2 separate regions of the Mus musculus genome follow, and region 1 is linked to region 2. The links are chromatin contacts, called in public HiChIP or PLAC-seq maps. All regions are on one chromosome and are shown on one strand. Each heading gives the region's core, a stretch centred on a gene start, on an enhancer-like site or on the middle of the called end of the contact. The rest is flanking DNA. Distances are from core to core; before and after follow the strand shown. Region 1 has its middle 17 kb from the start of Bmper. Region 2 holds the start of Bbs9 (Bardet-Biedl syndrome 9 (human)).

Region 1 (7,159 bases), core at 4,162-6,661, 730 kb before region 2:
GTGTGTGTGCTCGCACACTCATGTATGCACACATGCAAGCATGCACACTCATATACATAGTCTTGCTACAGGTATTGAGCATGTGGGGAAGTATTTACTGGTCATGGGGTAAGAAGTAAAAAGACAGAAGTCTAAAAAAATGTTTAACTATAATCCTACATAAACGTCCCACGCATCTGCCATGTTTATAAATACAAACTGTTGGATATTGTCAGGGTCCTTATTCAACCTAATAAATTTTTATTTTATTATCTCAATATACTTATTTTAGCCTAAAAATGATTTTATTCTTCTACTTCTTTATACATATATCATGGTCTTTGGTCAGAGTTGCCCCTGTTATCCTCTCCTCCCATGACCCCTTCCTTCTCTCTCCTAGTCCCTCCTATTTCTTCGTCCTTCTAAGTTGTTTTTTCTATCATAAAAACAATGGATATTTAAGTCTATTTCTAAACTTGGAAAGATTCAAATGTTAGGGATTTAAAGAATTTGTCAAACACATCTCACACATAAAATCTCTACGACCTGCCTGCCACCATAAACTGAACTGGGATATGAGGACAGCCAGGTGACCTTCTGAGTTGCAAAATACCAACCAAAGAGGCTTAAATGCTGTCCAGGTAACTCCAATCCAGGGGAAGGCATGTGAGGAAGGAATGGGCAGATCAGAAAGGGAGCCGAGGCTCACTCAGGACATCCAGGGATCAGAAGAAGAGACTCAGCCTATACCGAGCAGGAGCTGAGCACATGTCACTGAGCAGTGTGGAAGAAGTTGCACGAGGCCATGATGAAGCCCAGGAGAGCATCCTTGCTTGATTCCTGAGCAGATTGTTGTAGAGCAGGCTGCCTTCTCCTCCAGAAAATGTCTGAATCATAATGAAAACTGGTCTTGCTTTTGTGAGAACACGCATAGAGCCAGAGACAAAACTGAATCCCCACAAAGTCCTATAAAGAGGAAAAAAAATGAGTATCTATGATTCCAGATACATTTGGCTCAATATAGAATTCTTATGTCAATTTCAGAATCCAGTACTGTGTGAGAGTTTACTACCCATTAAACAGGTGCCCTCAGTTTAATGGACACAGAAGTCATCATTGCAAGTCAGGCTACTTGAAATATTAATGATCCTCATCAAAGGCAAGAGCAGGAGTGGAGAAAACTTTACTTTTATAAGTATGAGTGGTCACATGTTGCTTCTGGCCTACAGAGAAACAAATATTCTCACTTTAAAATTTAAGAGTAACCAGAAGTTTTTCAGTAGTCAATGGTATTTATTTTATTATCTTTGCAAAAATGCTTTGAAATCTTGTAGAAAAGATGTTTGAATCCATTTGCTCAGTGATAAATTATCACTGAAACATTTAGTTGATGATATTTCTGCTAGTATCATTTAATACTTTCACAGCTTGTGTGGTCAAATCATATCTTCTTTGGAATTTTGTAGAAAACTGGAGATAACTTTCGTGTTTAAGCAATGCATTTTTATTGCATATTTCTTCAACCCACTGTGACTGTTGCAATTTGGTTTCTAAAAGAATATTCATGGGAGAAGCCAGGTTTGGCCTCAGTTATGCAAACCATAATCAAAGCAGGAGACCAAGTCATCTTTAAAATTGATGTTAACACAGACCTGTTATGAAAATACACAGAAGTCTTCTCTTTGTTTTTCAAGGGGGAGGGGAGAGTAAATAAAACAGAAGGAGCCAGTAGCTTGCTTCTCATGGTGCCTAACTCCAGCAAAACTCAAACCACAAGAGTGTTTCAGAGTCTGCTTAATATTCAAAGTAATGTTTGAACAGCAGGGTCTTTCTTCTGAAGATAAAGGAAACAAGTCTCAGAAAGAAGAACTAACTACCCCAGCAATTCCTTAATAGAATCTAGCAGTGGTTATCATCATGAACTAAATTACCTGGTGACATCTGGACTCTGGGTCTGTATTTGAAGGCTGTAACCAGAAGGTTACTGTTCATGGTCAGACCATGGGTCTCAGCAAAGATAGCCCAACAGTGACTTCATCACTCCCCAAAACCCCCTAAGATAGGTTTACATGGCTTATGAGAAATAAGTAGTGTTTGAACATGATCAGTACAGCATCATGGAGTACAGGTACTTAGGTATCTCACAGGGTACTTGACTCAGAAGATCTCTGTCTTGGTTTTCTCCTGTCCCATTGCATCTTGGTAATCTGAATGAATTTTATCAAAGGCTCCACCTCACATTTTAGTTTTGCACCGGGCTTTGCAAACTATACAGCTGTCACTTGACTTCTGATGAGGTCATCTCTTGTTTAAACCCATCATACATTAAAAACACTAAACTGGAAGTGCATTTAGTCATCTAACACAAAACCCATTTTGTAACAGAGTTTTAAACACTTTGGGTCATTTACTGCCCTGTGCACAGCATGCTGTAAGAGTGCATGCTCTTTTGTCCTTCATGACCACATGACTGACTGAGAGCGACTGTCCAATGTCAGAGGGAAGATTTTACCATAGTCAGCTTGAGTGGAGAAATTCAAATTTTAGTACATATAGTTTCTACTGAATGTGCATAGTTTCTTCACCATTGTAACTGTGTTTTACCAGAGACAAAGGCATTTTCAGGAATGATACTTGTGACCCTCACTTCAGCTATTAGTCAGTTGAGACAGTAGACCCCAATTAACTGGATTTCCCCAGACTTCCCTCATAATTGAAGCTTGGTGACAGCCAGAGGAGGAATACCTCCCAGGAAGACACTTCACAGTTCTGACAATTTGTTAAACTATGTAGATTGGGACCAAATTAATGATGGGTGAGTAATGGGAAGGACCATACCTTGAACCAGACTGCTTGGTTATGCATATTTCTCTCTATTTAAATCTGAAGGTGAATCTGGGGGTCACCAATCTTCTTATTTATTCCTCTTCCCAGTCTGGCTTCATGGAATTAATTCTCTCTCTCTTTCTGCTTTTCACAGTGGCTTGTCTCTTTAATTGGCTTATTAAGGACAAATGGCCAAACCTAACTTATTACAGTTGCCAGGGCTCAAGCTCTGAGTCCCCAAATTCTGGAGTCAAAATAAGTCATAATCATTTGTAAGTCAAAGACTGTCTATATATTGTGTCCTAAAACTCATGGTCTATCCATGGCTCTTAGGGGCCTTTTGGGTCAACAAGACCTAGAAGAGACATGAGAAACTGTGAAAGTGTTATTCCTGCTGTTGCATGGAAGGACAGACGGGAGGCATCCAGGATGAAACCAGGAGACCACATTAGAGAACACCAGCTGTTCTAGTTTACTTTCTGTTACTGAGACAAACACCATGACCAAAGGCAACTTGGGAAGCGATGTGTTATTTCATCTTACACGTCCAGGTAACATCTCATCGCTGAGGGAATTCAGGGTCGGAGCTAGAGACAGGCAGAGACCATGAAGGAACTATGTTTACCAACTTGCAACTTATGACTTGCTCAGCCTGCCTTCTTACACAACCCAGAACCATCTGCTCAGGGGTGGCACAGGCCACAGTTGGCTGGAACTTCCCACATTAATAATTAATTATTTAGAAAATGCCCCAACGGACATGTGCACAGGCCATTTCAATGGAGGAAATTCCTCAGTTGAGATTTTTCTCTTCCCAGATGATGTTAATTTGTGCCAAATTGACAAAAAAAAAAAAAAAAAAAAAAAAAAAAAAAAAAACAACCAGTACACTGGGTGATTGGCAGCAGCTCTACTAAGGACTGGGTGGGTGGAGTCAAGAGGATTTGCTGAAAGATAAGCACAAATAGTAACAAACTATCCTAAGATCTTAAACCCTATCTTTCAGCTAGCCAAACTTCTGTCCAACTTGGCTACCAATGTTGTCTTATTCCGTTTTCCCATTAACCCTGGGTAGGAATTATGATCTGCATCCTGTAAGATAAGGAGAATGTAAGGAACTCTGAGGGTTACATGAGGGCGCTAACTGGTAAGTAGAGGAGACTCTGAGAAAGGCGGAGGCCAAAATCTCACTTGCACACCATGCTGTATAGATGCTAAATTTCAGGGTCAATTCAGACAAGACAAAATAAAAGACCAAGCAGAGCCTAATTTAGTCTCTTACCTTTAATCTTTACTTGTGGGCTTGCTTGGTTGCTAAAAGTAAATTAGCACTGGGCTATCATAATGAACTCACCCCAAGAAGGAAAGACTTCCTACCAGGAAGAGTATGGGAGAAATGAGTTCACCTAGCTCTTTGAAGCATTTTAACAACCTGAAATTGCAGCAGTAGGTATCTGCTAAGGCCGTTTCAAACTGGGCCACTTGCACAAAAGGCCAGACTGCAGGACCCCAGAGCTGCTCCCAGGGGTCTGGCTAACTACATAAGTGGCTCCAGAGAGTTCACAGGAAACCTGTGCCCCGGAGGTAAGAGGGCTGAAAAGCATTTGCCGTCCAAATGGGAAATGAAGGGGGGGGGGGGGTGTAAGGCTGTCAGCTACAAATGAAGGATGGAAAGAGAACAGATTAGAACCTAGGAGCCAAGTTAGGGGAGGTATTGATAAGGCAGCTGGTTCATCTGTGTGGCCAGTTTTGTCTCAAAGGACGCCAGAGGGATCAAGCCAAGAAGTCTGTGCAGAACTGCTGCCCTGTATTTCCAAGCCAGGTTACTGGAAAGTAAGAATTTAGCCTGCATTCTGCTAACTATTGGTGCATAGCAACCCAGAACAACCAATTTATTATGATCATTGAGTCTGCACCGTGGGGATTTTTTGATAATGTGCCATAGCTTAGCCTGCAGCCACTCCAAGATGTCTAGAGTGTCCCCTGTGAAGATACAAAGACAGGGATGGTGTCCTCTCTTACAGCACTGTGGTCTAGAAGCATTTGAAAATGTCTTCTCTCGTGTCCAGTGGTTACTGATGCCTTTGGGTCGGGACCTCGTTTGGGGCTGTTGAACAGAAAGCACACCTTTGCATGTGACCTGGGCTCCCTCACAGCCAGCATGTGCCGCAGTATTCAGAATGCCTACGTGGAAGCTCCGAGTTTAGAAGACAAGAGCCCCAGGAACTAGGCTGACAAGCGAATTGATTTTTCTGAAGATTTCTCAGAAGCCTGCAGTCCCTTGCGCACGTTATTATTGCTCACAACAACAGATAAACCCGGTGATTTTAAACAGCCTCCTTCCAGAAGAGCAGTGTCAAAGAATGCTTAACTCCGCAGCTGAGAATCTGAGGAGAGCTCTGCAGGCTGGGAGCCGGCGCTTACCGCAGCATCTGGGAAGAAGGTGGAGATGGGATGTGAAGCCCGCCCAGCACCAAGAGGAAGCCTTTCCTCTATGCCCAGGCCTGCCCTCTCCCTTTCCCTGTCCCTTCCTTATCCTGGGAAGCCCTGTGGTTTCGGCCTTACCTAACTTGGCATCTCTGTGAGGGCTTCATTACCCTAATAATAGACTTGCCAGAGTAGAGAAAAGCCTCATTCTGTTTTCTCTTGGAGCTCTGTAGCCAGCAGAGGCTCCTTCCTGCTGTTGCTGGGCAACAACTACCTCTCCAACCCATCTCAACCCCCACTGGCTATCTTCAGGACCAACAGTGGTTATATTTCTAGCCACCCCAGGTTTGAGTTCTAACTCCACAAATTCTCAGCCTCCACCTCTGGACACGATATACGGCTTCTTTAAATCTCAGTTTCCCCAAGAAGTTTCCTATGGAAATTTTACAAAGATTAAATAGGATACTGCCTGGCCGAAAACCGCACAGGAAATATGGCGCTGCCTTGATTTCAAACGGTTCTAATAAAACAGTGCATTGTGTTATTAACTGCCTCCTTACTCTATAGACTCAACATATTGGCCTCGTGGTCCCATACCTGCTGCACACCTCGGGCACTCTCTATCCTTAGTCCACTGTAACTTGATTTTTACTTCTGTGCAAGCATGTGGTAGTAACACAAGTCTCGGGATGTTTTTCCACTGATTAAATGAGATTATATGCACAAAGCTATTCTACAAAGCAGACCAGGCTCTCGTGAAGACTTAACTCTATTCCCTCTCCCATGTCACCTCTACCTCAGCGACAATTTTCTTCATTGATAACACACGTGCCATGCTTAAGAGGAAAAAAAGAAAAAGAAAACCCTGCAAATATAATATCGTCTCCCCAGCTCCATCTTAAAAAGCTCCCCCACCAATAAACATTCCCAAACTCTTACTCTTCCATCATAAGGGTCCCAGTATCCAGACCTTTTGTGAGGAGGAGGTGCTTAGAGATCACACATCTACCTAATCTGAAGAAAGCCAGCGTGACAGCCCATTAGGGATGGAGCAGCCCCTTTTTAGAGTCCTGGGTAGATAAGTCAAGATGGCTGGGCTCCAGCCCCCTGTGGAGAGACTGACACCTGCATAGCCATAGGACAGAGATTCAATTTCCAGCCTTTGTCCTGAAGCACCGAGGGGCACTGTGGTCAGAGCCTGGGCTTTCTCATTCAGGACAGAGCCAGGAGTGGAGGACTGTGGCTTCCAGGTGTCATTCTTCCTCTCCAAGTGAGAAAAGGTTTCAAACTTTCTCCTTCCAATAAGGATAGACCCTAAGTGATCACAGCCCTCTGGGTAGAGTCTTTGCCCAGGACAGCCACAAACATGCTCCCTGGCAGTGTAGCACAAACCCCTTTCCCAAAGTGACTGTCAGGGTTCCTTCCTCCTGGTTTGTGATGGAGAAGTTACTCATCACTGAAAGGAATCTGTTCCCACGTTTACATTCCTTAGGCTGCGATATGGCCCCTGGGAAACACTGGCCTGAAGGCTTCATGGGTCTCTTCCCTCTGTTCATCCCTACAACCTCCTGCTGAGAGAGAGAAAAGGGGGTTCAAGGCTTCACAGCCCTCTTGTTTTTATTTTTTCCTCACATGGCACCAGGTCCACACCGGTTTATCCACTTATCCCTTCAACAAACATTTAATTAACATTTATTCTGTGCCTGGCAGCGTGCTCGAACCATCCCAGGATAAACTATGGTGAATTAAGCAGGATACAGCTTTCAAAATGTTCTCTGTTGTTTTGTTTTGGTGGGAGATGACGGGCTGGCCTGATCCATGAGTATCAAGGACACATACATGTCTGGATATGAAAGTGCAGCTAGAGGGCTGGAGAACACAGCCCGGGAGGAGCTATGTCAGCCTGTGGTCACGGGTGAGCAATGGA
Region 2 (7,223 bases), core at 2,798-5,297:
AGCCTAGGGCCAGCCATTCTGGATTTCAGACTTTGGAATATTTGCATATGTAATGTCTTAGAGAAGAGCCAACTTTAAACACTAAATTCACATATATCCCATAAGCATCTTCTACACATGGCCTGAGTGTGATTATATGCAGAGTGTTTCTGAGTTTTGACTATAACCTGTCAGACGAGGTAGGCGTGGACGCCCCACGCGTGGCGTCACATCAGGACTCTAAGGTTTCAGATTTGGAAGCTCTCTGAGTTCTGGATGCGAAGATGCTCAGCTCATGCCTGGCAACCTAAGTGAGCATTCCCTCCATCACAGCTCCACCTTGCCCTTCTTTCTCCTAGGACCTAATGGTTATTCCAAAGCTTGGAGGAATTCATTTTGTTTGCATCAAAGCTCTTACACAGCCGGAAGTATCCGTTAATCAAGTAGTCCTCCCGTTCTGTTTCGGACTTGTCTTGCTTTCCAAGCAGAGTTGGAATTTAGCAAGAGATTTGAATACAGGTTTGGTGCATTGGAGTTGAGAAAGAAAAGCATCCAGAGAAAAGGCAGACCACCCAAGACTGTGGCGAGGTGCCTCGTCCCAGCATGCTATAGGACAGCTGCAGTTAAATCCCTCAGCCAATGACAAACCTTGCTTCTGCGCATGCGCTGTCCGGGTTTCAGACCCTTATTTCAGTACACACTAATAGTGCTGTAAAATTTAAGGTCTGGGGAAATGAAAAAAGGCATGTGTCAGTACAGGGTTTTCATTTCTTTTGCTTTTTTGTCTGGTTTTTGGTTTTTGAGACAAGGTCTCCTATGTTGCGTGAGCTGGCCCAGAACTTGCTCTGTGACAAGGCGGGCTGTGAACTCAGAATGTTCTTGCCTTGGTTTTTCTCAAGGCTGGGATTACAAAAATCCTCCACCACACCTACATCACTAGTTTTTCTTTTTAAAGGATATTTTATCACATTTGAGAGAGGCTTGCGCCATGGCACACCTGTGGCGGACAGAGGACAACTTGTGGAAGTTGGTTCTCTCTTTCTGTATGTGGGTCCCCAACTGACAAACTGAGTTCAATCCTTGGGACCAACATGGTAGAAGGAGAACCAACTCCAAAGGTATACTCTGACCTCTACACACACACACACACACACACACACACACACCATAAATCAATAAATGTAATTTTAAAGGAAAATTTTTTTTTACTCTACAGAGCACAAAGATACCATTATTTGGTTATCCCTGACCACAGAGAAGGTAAGAAATCTGCCCACGTGGTCACTTACTTATACTTAAGTTTTATGTATGAGACAGGCAGTTTCAACCCTCACTAAACCAGACTCACACATGTAGAACTGAGTAATATCAATGGCCACAGAATGCAGTGGGAACAACCCGAAAGTCTGAGGCAGGCTCTGAAATCAGGAAGTTGTCCTAAAACTGCTGTTGTTCACATATGGAACTTTCTCCAAATAATGTTTCTGTCATTAAATTTCAGGAAATAGCAATTGGGTTGTCTGGTCCAGGACAATGGTACAGTCATGTAAAATTAAACAAATATTTCTTTGAAAGCAATATGACAGCCAAGCAGTGGTGGTGAATGCCTTTAATCTCAACACTGTGGATGCAGAAGCAAGCAGATCTTTGAGTTCGAGGCCAGCCTGGTCTACAGAGTGAGTTCCAGGAGAGCTGGAGCTACACAGAAAAACCCTGTCTTGAACCACCACTCCAAAAAAAAAAAAAAAAAAACCCATTATGACAAGGGCTTGTATTGGAGTTTTCAGCTGACGTGAAAGGCACAGGAGTAGTGGTCAGATAGACCTGTGTTCACTTCCTAATGTGACGTCTCAACCGCACACCCTCAGAGAAGCCCTTATGCTCTAGCATCAACTGATCTTGGTGGTGGGAAAATACAGTGCTCTAAGATATGCACTTCCTTAGCCAGTGTTCAGCCACTACAACCATTTAATAAAAGTCAGTTGTAACCCAGTAAAAATAATGCGGAAATAGAAGTGGTGGTGATCATCTAGGTGTGACAGCAAGGTCTTATAGGCACACAATTTCAACTGGGACAACCAAAGGGCAGATCAGAAAGTGTGTGTGTGTGTGTGTGTGTGTGTGTGTGTGTGTGTGCGCGCGCGCGCGCGCACAAGTACCTGTGTATACAGGTGAGTGTGTGTCTTACTGGGTATTGAAAGAGCTACACCCCCAGACCTTATAAATGTTATAATCAGCAAACATGTTTTATAATAACTTGATATATTTCAATACTTTTCAAAAATACCTGAAGGGATTGGAGTGTTCAGTGGTACACATGTACACACATACACTCTGAGCAAGGAGACATCCTATGTATCTGAAAGGCATAAAACTGTACAGTACTGGTAGTAGATTTTTTTCTTCCTGCAAAGAGCCTTTCAATCAAGAAGCTATACCATAGGACCAGTGAGATGGCTTGGCAAACAAAGATGCTTGCTGCCAAGCCTGACCGGACCCACATGGTGCCAGAGAACTGACTCTTGCAAGTTGTCCTCTAACCTCCACACCTTCACTGTGGTACCCATGCCCAACAACATACATGCACTGAAATATTAAAATATTAAAATCTAATCAACTTTTAAAACTATAGCATAAACATAAGTGGGAGGTATAACCACAACCAATATACATAATTTTTAAATCCCTAAACTCTTACAAATAACTTGTAAATGGTTTTCAAAATAAAGTCTCTTGTTCTTAATTCTTATAACATTCTAACCCATCACCAAAGAAAAGACAAAACCCAATCTCAATTATTGCTAATAAGTTACTTCTTGTCTCTTGGAATGTTAGCAAACAGTAATACATTCCATGGTGGTACACACCTGTAATAACAACATTTGGGAACCTGAGGCAAGATATGCTTAAAGATGGCCTAGGATATACAGAAAGTTCCAGGCCTGTTTTGGGCCACATTATAAATTTTTAAAAATAAGAGAAAGGAAGAAAAGATAAAAACCCCACTTTCTCTCCAGTATCTTTCAATTTGTGTGTATAAAGTGAGATGTATGTATATATGTGTACACATTAGACACAATTTGATGTTTAAAGACAATGTGAGATACCAAAAAATAATCTATACGTTTATACAGAAAAATCAAAGGCAAATGCAGACCTTGCTTGGGAGGAGCTGCTGATAAAATCAGCTTAGTCCATCTAAACTGCTGTGGTCTGCAAAGGAAAGAGAAAGGATAACCATTAATCCTATTGCAGGCAGCACTGGAGAGCATCAACATGCTCCCACTTCAGCCGCAGACTGAGCAGCGATTTGACGCTCTGCTCACAAGACCTGTTGAAATGTCACAGGAGAAAGAAGCTCTTACTCCACGTGACTGCTACATGGACTCCTTAAAAATCACTCCCCGCTCAAAGGTGTTTATAGGATCTACCCACGCCGTGTTAGCGGTTTGTTTGAATGCAAGCCTCCTTTCTAATTAAGAGATCATCCTACATCTCCCGAACCATTACATGGCATTGAGCGTTAGTCCTGTTGACCAAGCATAGCCAATGCATTTATACATCCGAGATTAATTTCTGGGATATTTCTTACCTGATGCCAACAAGTGGGCTTTGACTCGCCTTGCTACGAACCCACTATCCACAGACTTCCCTCCGGATGAGAATCCAGTGCTGGAACAGAAGTAACAGCCGTGCAAGGAAAAACAACACTTAACACCACTAGTACCTCTTGGTCTTGTTTGTGTTCGAAGTTTTCCACGTTCCCAAGCAGACAGAATCCTGCCAAGCAGCAACACAAGCTCCGCGGAGGTGAAGTGAGTCCCAAGATCCCCTGCACCCTCTTGTCATCCCCCAGAGACAAGCAGGGGAGACGACATGGATCCCTCGGAAGCCACAAGTGACAAGAGAGAAAAACTCCAAGTCCGGATGCTCACAGAGAGGATGAAACCACCAGGGAGACTGTAAGAGGGGTGAGGCTGCAAGACAACAGCCTGCGGAAGACACCTCCCCACTCCAGCCTGAATCCAAACCGCCTTCGCCCTGTTGTCATAGCATTTTACAACGGAGGCTACTGCGCAAGTCAGACGCGGGACCGCAGGGCTTGCTGGGTGTTGTAGTCCGAGCGGCTGAGCGCGAGCTGTGGGGATGATTTCCCGTGTCGCCCGTATGGAGTAGAGTGGCTACGGGGCGGGGTAGGGCTGGGCGCCTCAGAACCACCTAAGCAGGCCTGTCCCTCAGGGTATCGGCGGCGGAAGTCCCGCCCCTGTGGGGGTTCTCGTGCCACAGACCACGCCCTCCTGTGCTTAGGTGTTATCCTAGTGTCTAGGCCTGAGCATGTAAATGGTTTACCTGTTTGAATCCGTTTTCTTTCTTTCCTTGGCCTAACTGCTGTAGCCAAGATTTCAAGCACCGTATTGAATAACAGTGAAGTGTAGACCCCCTTGTTTCATTACTTGTTTAGAAAACATATCTACAGTTTCTCCCATGTAGTATATATAGGTTATAGGTTAATTTATATAGTCTAGATGGCTAATCTTTGTTGTCAACCTGATACACCTAGAAAGAGGTGACCTCAACTGAAAATTCCCTCCGTTTAGTTAACCGGTTGGCAAGTCTGAGAGCATTTTCTTGATTGCTTAGTGATGTGGGAGAGCCCAGCCCACTGTGGGCTAGGCTGATGGGTCTGGGCATATAAGAAAGAGAACCAGAGAGCAGCTGTCCTCCACAGTACCCACTTCAGCCACTGCCCTGTTTGGGTTCCAGAATTGACTTCCTAACCAGTGGACTGTAACCTGTAAGATGAAAAAGGCACAATATGTTCTCCACGCCATTTTTGGTCATGGTACTTATCAAAGCATCAGAAAGCAAGCTGCTGCAGCTCCGTGGCGTTGGGGTATGGCCACTATTTTCTTCAGGCCTTTTATCATAATAGAATATTAAATTTTGTCAAAGGCCTTTTCAGTGTGTACTGAGACGACCATGCGATTTCTCTCCCCGAATCTTTCTGTATTGAATTACATTTATTGTTGGACTGTCCTGGCATGCCTCGAATGAAGCAGAGTTTGTTCACCCTATATTTTTTATTTTTTTTAGAAATATGATATTAAATTATGTGTATTTCTGGGAAATTTCTACATAATAGTTTTTTTGTTGTTGTTGTTTGGTTTTGTTATTTTGTTTTTTTTTTTGTTTGTTTGTTTGTTTTTTTAGTTTGGTTTTGGTCTTGGTTGGTTGATTGCTGTGCTCTTACCAAGTTTTTGGTATCAGAATGAAGTTAGCGTTATAAGATGAATTTGCAAGTGTTCTTTCCAGTTCTATTTCATGAGGAAATTTGTTTCTTTTATTTATTATATCTGTGCATATGAGGGTTTGGCCTGCATGAATGTAAATGCACCATGTGCATGCCTTGTGCTTACAGAGGGCAGCCCAGTGCTTCTGGAGAGCAGAAAAGAACACTATATTCCCTTGAACTTGAGTTACAGACCACTGTGCACCTACACACACATGCTGAGAATGGAACTCAGGTCTTACGGAAGAGCTTTATTTGCTATTAACCATGGAGACATCTCTCCAGCCACCTATTTTATGGGAATTTTATTTTATGTTAATTTTTAACATCTGATTGAATGACAGAGTGTGCTCCTCTAGTTTGGAGGTTTGTTTATTCCAGAGACTGCTCCTGCTCCCATGCCCTTGCCTATTACTGGTCAGCTCCAGCTGTGTACAACTCCAGCTGTGTACACCCTCCTGATGGAACTTTGATCATGTGATTCTAGAGAAGTCTCCTTTTCTTCTCGATTTTCTAATTTGGGATCCACTTTTTAAACATGACACTGATGATCCCTCTGAATTTCACGAGTATCCATGTGGCATCCAGTTTTCATCTCCACTCGCAAATAATTTAGAGAGGTCTCCTCTTTCTTTTGCTTAGTTTGGCTGAAAGTGTCTAGTTTTGTCTTTGCTAAGATTCAGCTCTTCCATGGACAATTATTATTCTTTTTTTCTAATATATTTTTATTACTTGAGAATTTCATACAATGTATTTTTAAATTATTTTTATTTTAAGCATATTTGGATTTTGAATAAGAACTAATCAAGCTTGATAACTGTCTTAATTAGGGTTTTACTGCTGTGAACAGACACCATGACCAAAGCAACTCTTATAAGGACAACATTTAATTGGAGCTGGCTTACAGGTTCAGAGGTTTAATCCATTATCATCAAGGCAGAACTTAGCAGCATCCAGGCAGGCATGGTGCAGGTGAAGCTAAGAGTTCTACATCTTCATCTGAAGGCTGCTAGCAGAATACTGGTTTCCAGGCAGTTAGGATGAGGGTGTTAAAGCCCACACCCACAGTGACACACCTACTCCAAAAAGGCCACACCAACTCCAACAGGGCCACACCTTTTAATAATGCCACTCCATGAGCTGAGTATATACAAACCATCACATTTCACTCTGTGGCCCCCATAGGCTTCTTCAAACATATGTGTCCATTGTGGCCATACCTAAACATAGCAAAATGCAAAATACATTTAGTCGAACTTCCAAAGTCCCTATAGTCTATAGCAGTCTCAACAATGTTAAAAGTCCAAAGTTCAAGGTCTCTTCTAAGATTTATCCAATCACTTTACTGTAATCCCTAAATCAAGACAGGAAACTTTCCAGCTGGGCAAACTCCAAACTGCATCTCCACGGCTGATGTCAAAGCGGTCTTCAGATCTCCAACTCCCTTTTCATCTTTGTTGCCTGCAACAAACTTCTTTCTTCTGGCCTGGTTCCACTCCCTGTTAGCAGCTTTCTTCAGGAGATAGACTTCAATGTTACAGCTTCTTGTTTCAATGTCTAGATCCACACATGATCTTCTGGGTTCCTCCAAAGGGCTGGCATCACTTCTCCAGCTCTGCCCTCTGAAGCACTCTAAGCTCAGGTTGATTCACTCCATTGCCACTGCTGTTCTTGGTGACCATCTATGGTACTGGAATTTACAATACAATGGGGTCTTCCACTGCAACTAGGCTTCACCAATAGCCTCTTATGGGCTCTCTTCATGGAGCCAAGCCTCAACTCCTTTGCATGATCCCTTCAGTCCTGGACCATCAACTGCAACTGAGGCTGCACCTTCACCAATGACCTTCCATGGCCTTTCACAGAGCTGAGCCTCAGCTGCTCTTCATGACTCCTTTAATACCATATATTTTATATTTTTTCCTTTCTAATTTTGTTATGCTTGTTCACAGTG

Evidence for each region. HiChIP or PLAC-seq counts read pairs in DNA pulled down with a chosen protein or histone mark.
Region 1: a contact with region 2 is called in an H3K4me3 HiChIP or PLAC-seq map of embryonic midbrain, with 6 times the contacts expected there. The contact joins the enhancer-like site here to the promoter of Bbs9 in region 2. A contact is called at or near these places in 6 of 39 promoter capture datasets (the SN4741 cell line, cranial neural crest, embryonic stem cells and 3 more), 3 of 115 datasets of contacts at active chromatin or transcription factors (embryonic hindbrain, embryonic midbrain and pancreatic cancer cells) and 1 of 9 other capture datasets (adipose tissue).

The regions. Positions count from the first base shown.
Region 1 is chr9:23,202,708-23,209,866 of GRCm38.p6, reverse strand. No RefSeq gene overlaps it. Among named protein-coding and RNA genes, the nearest start is that of Bmper, 17 kb to the left of the region's middle. Within about 2 kb of position 5,411, at least 65 of the 459 cell types and tissues checked have an H3K27ac peak or open chromatin away from gene starts, as enhancers often do.
Region 2 is chr9:22,472,539-22,479,761 of GRCm38.p6, reverse strand. Bbs9 (Bardet-Biedl syndrome 9 (human)) reads right to left here and starts at 4,047. Exons shown (of 23, transcript NM_001360259.1): 1 at 3,707-4,047.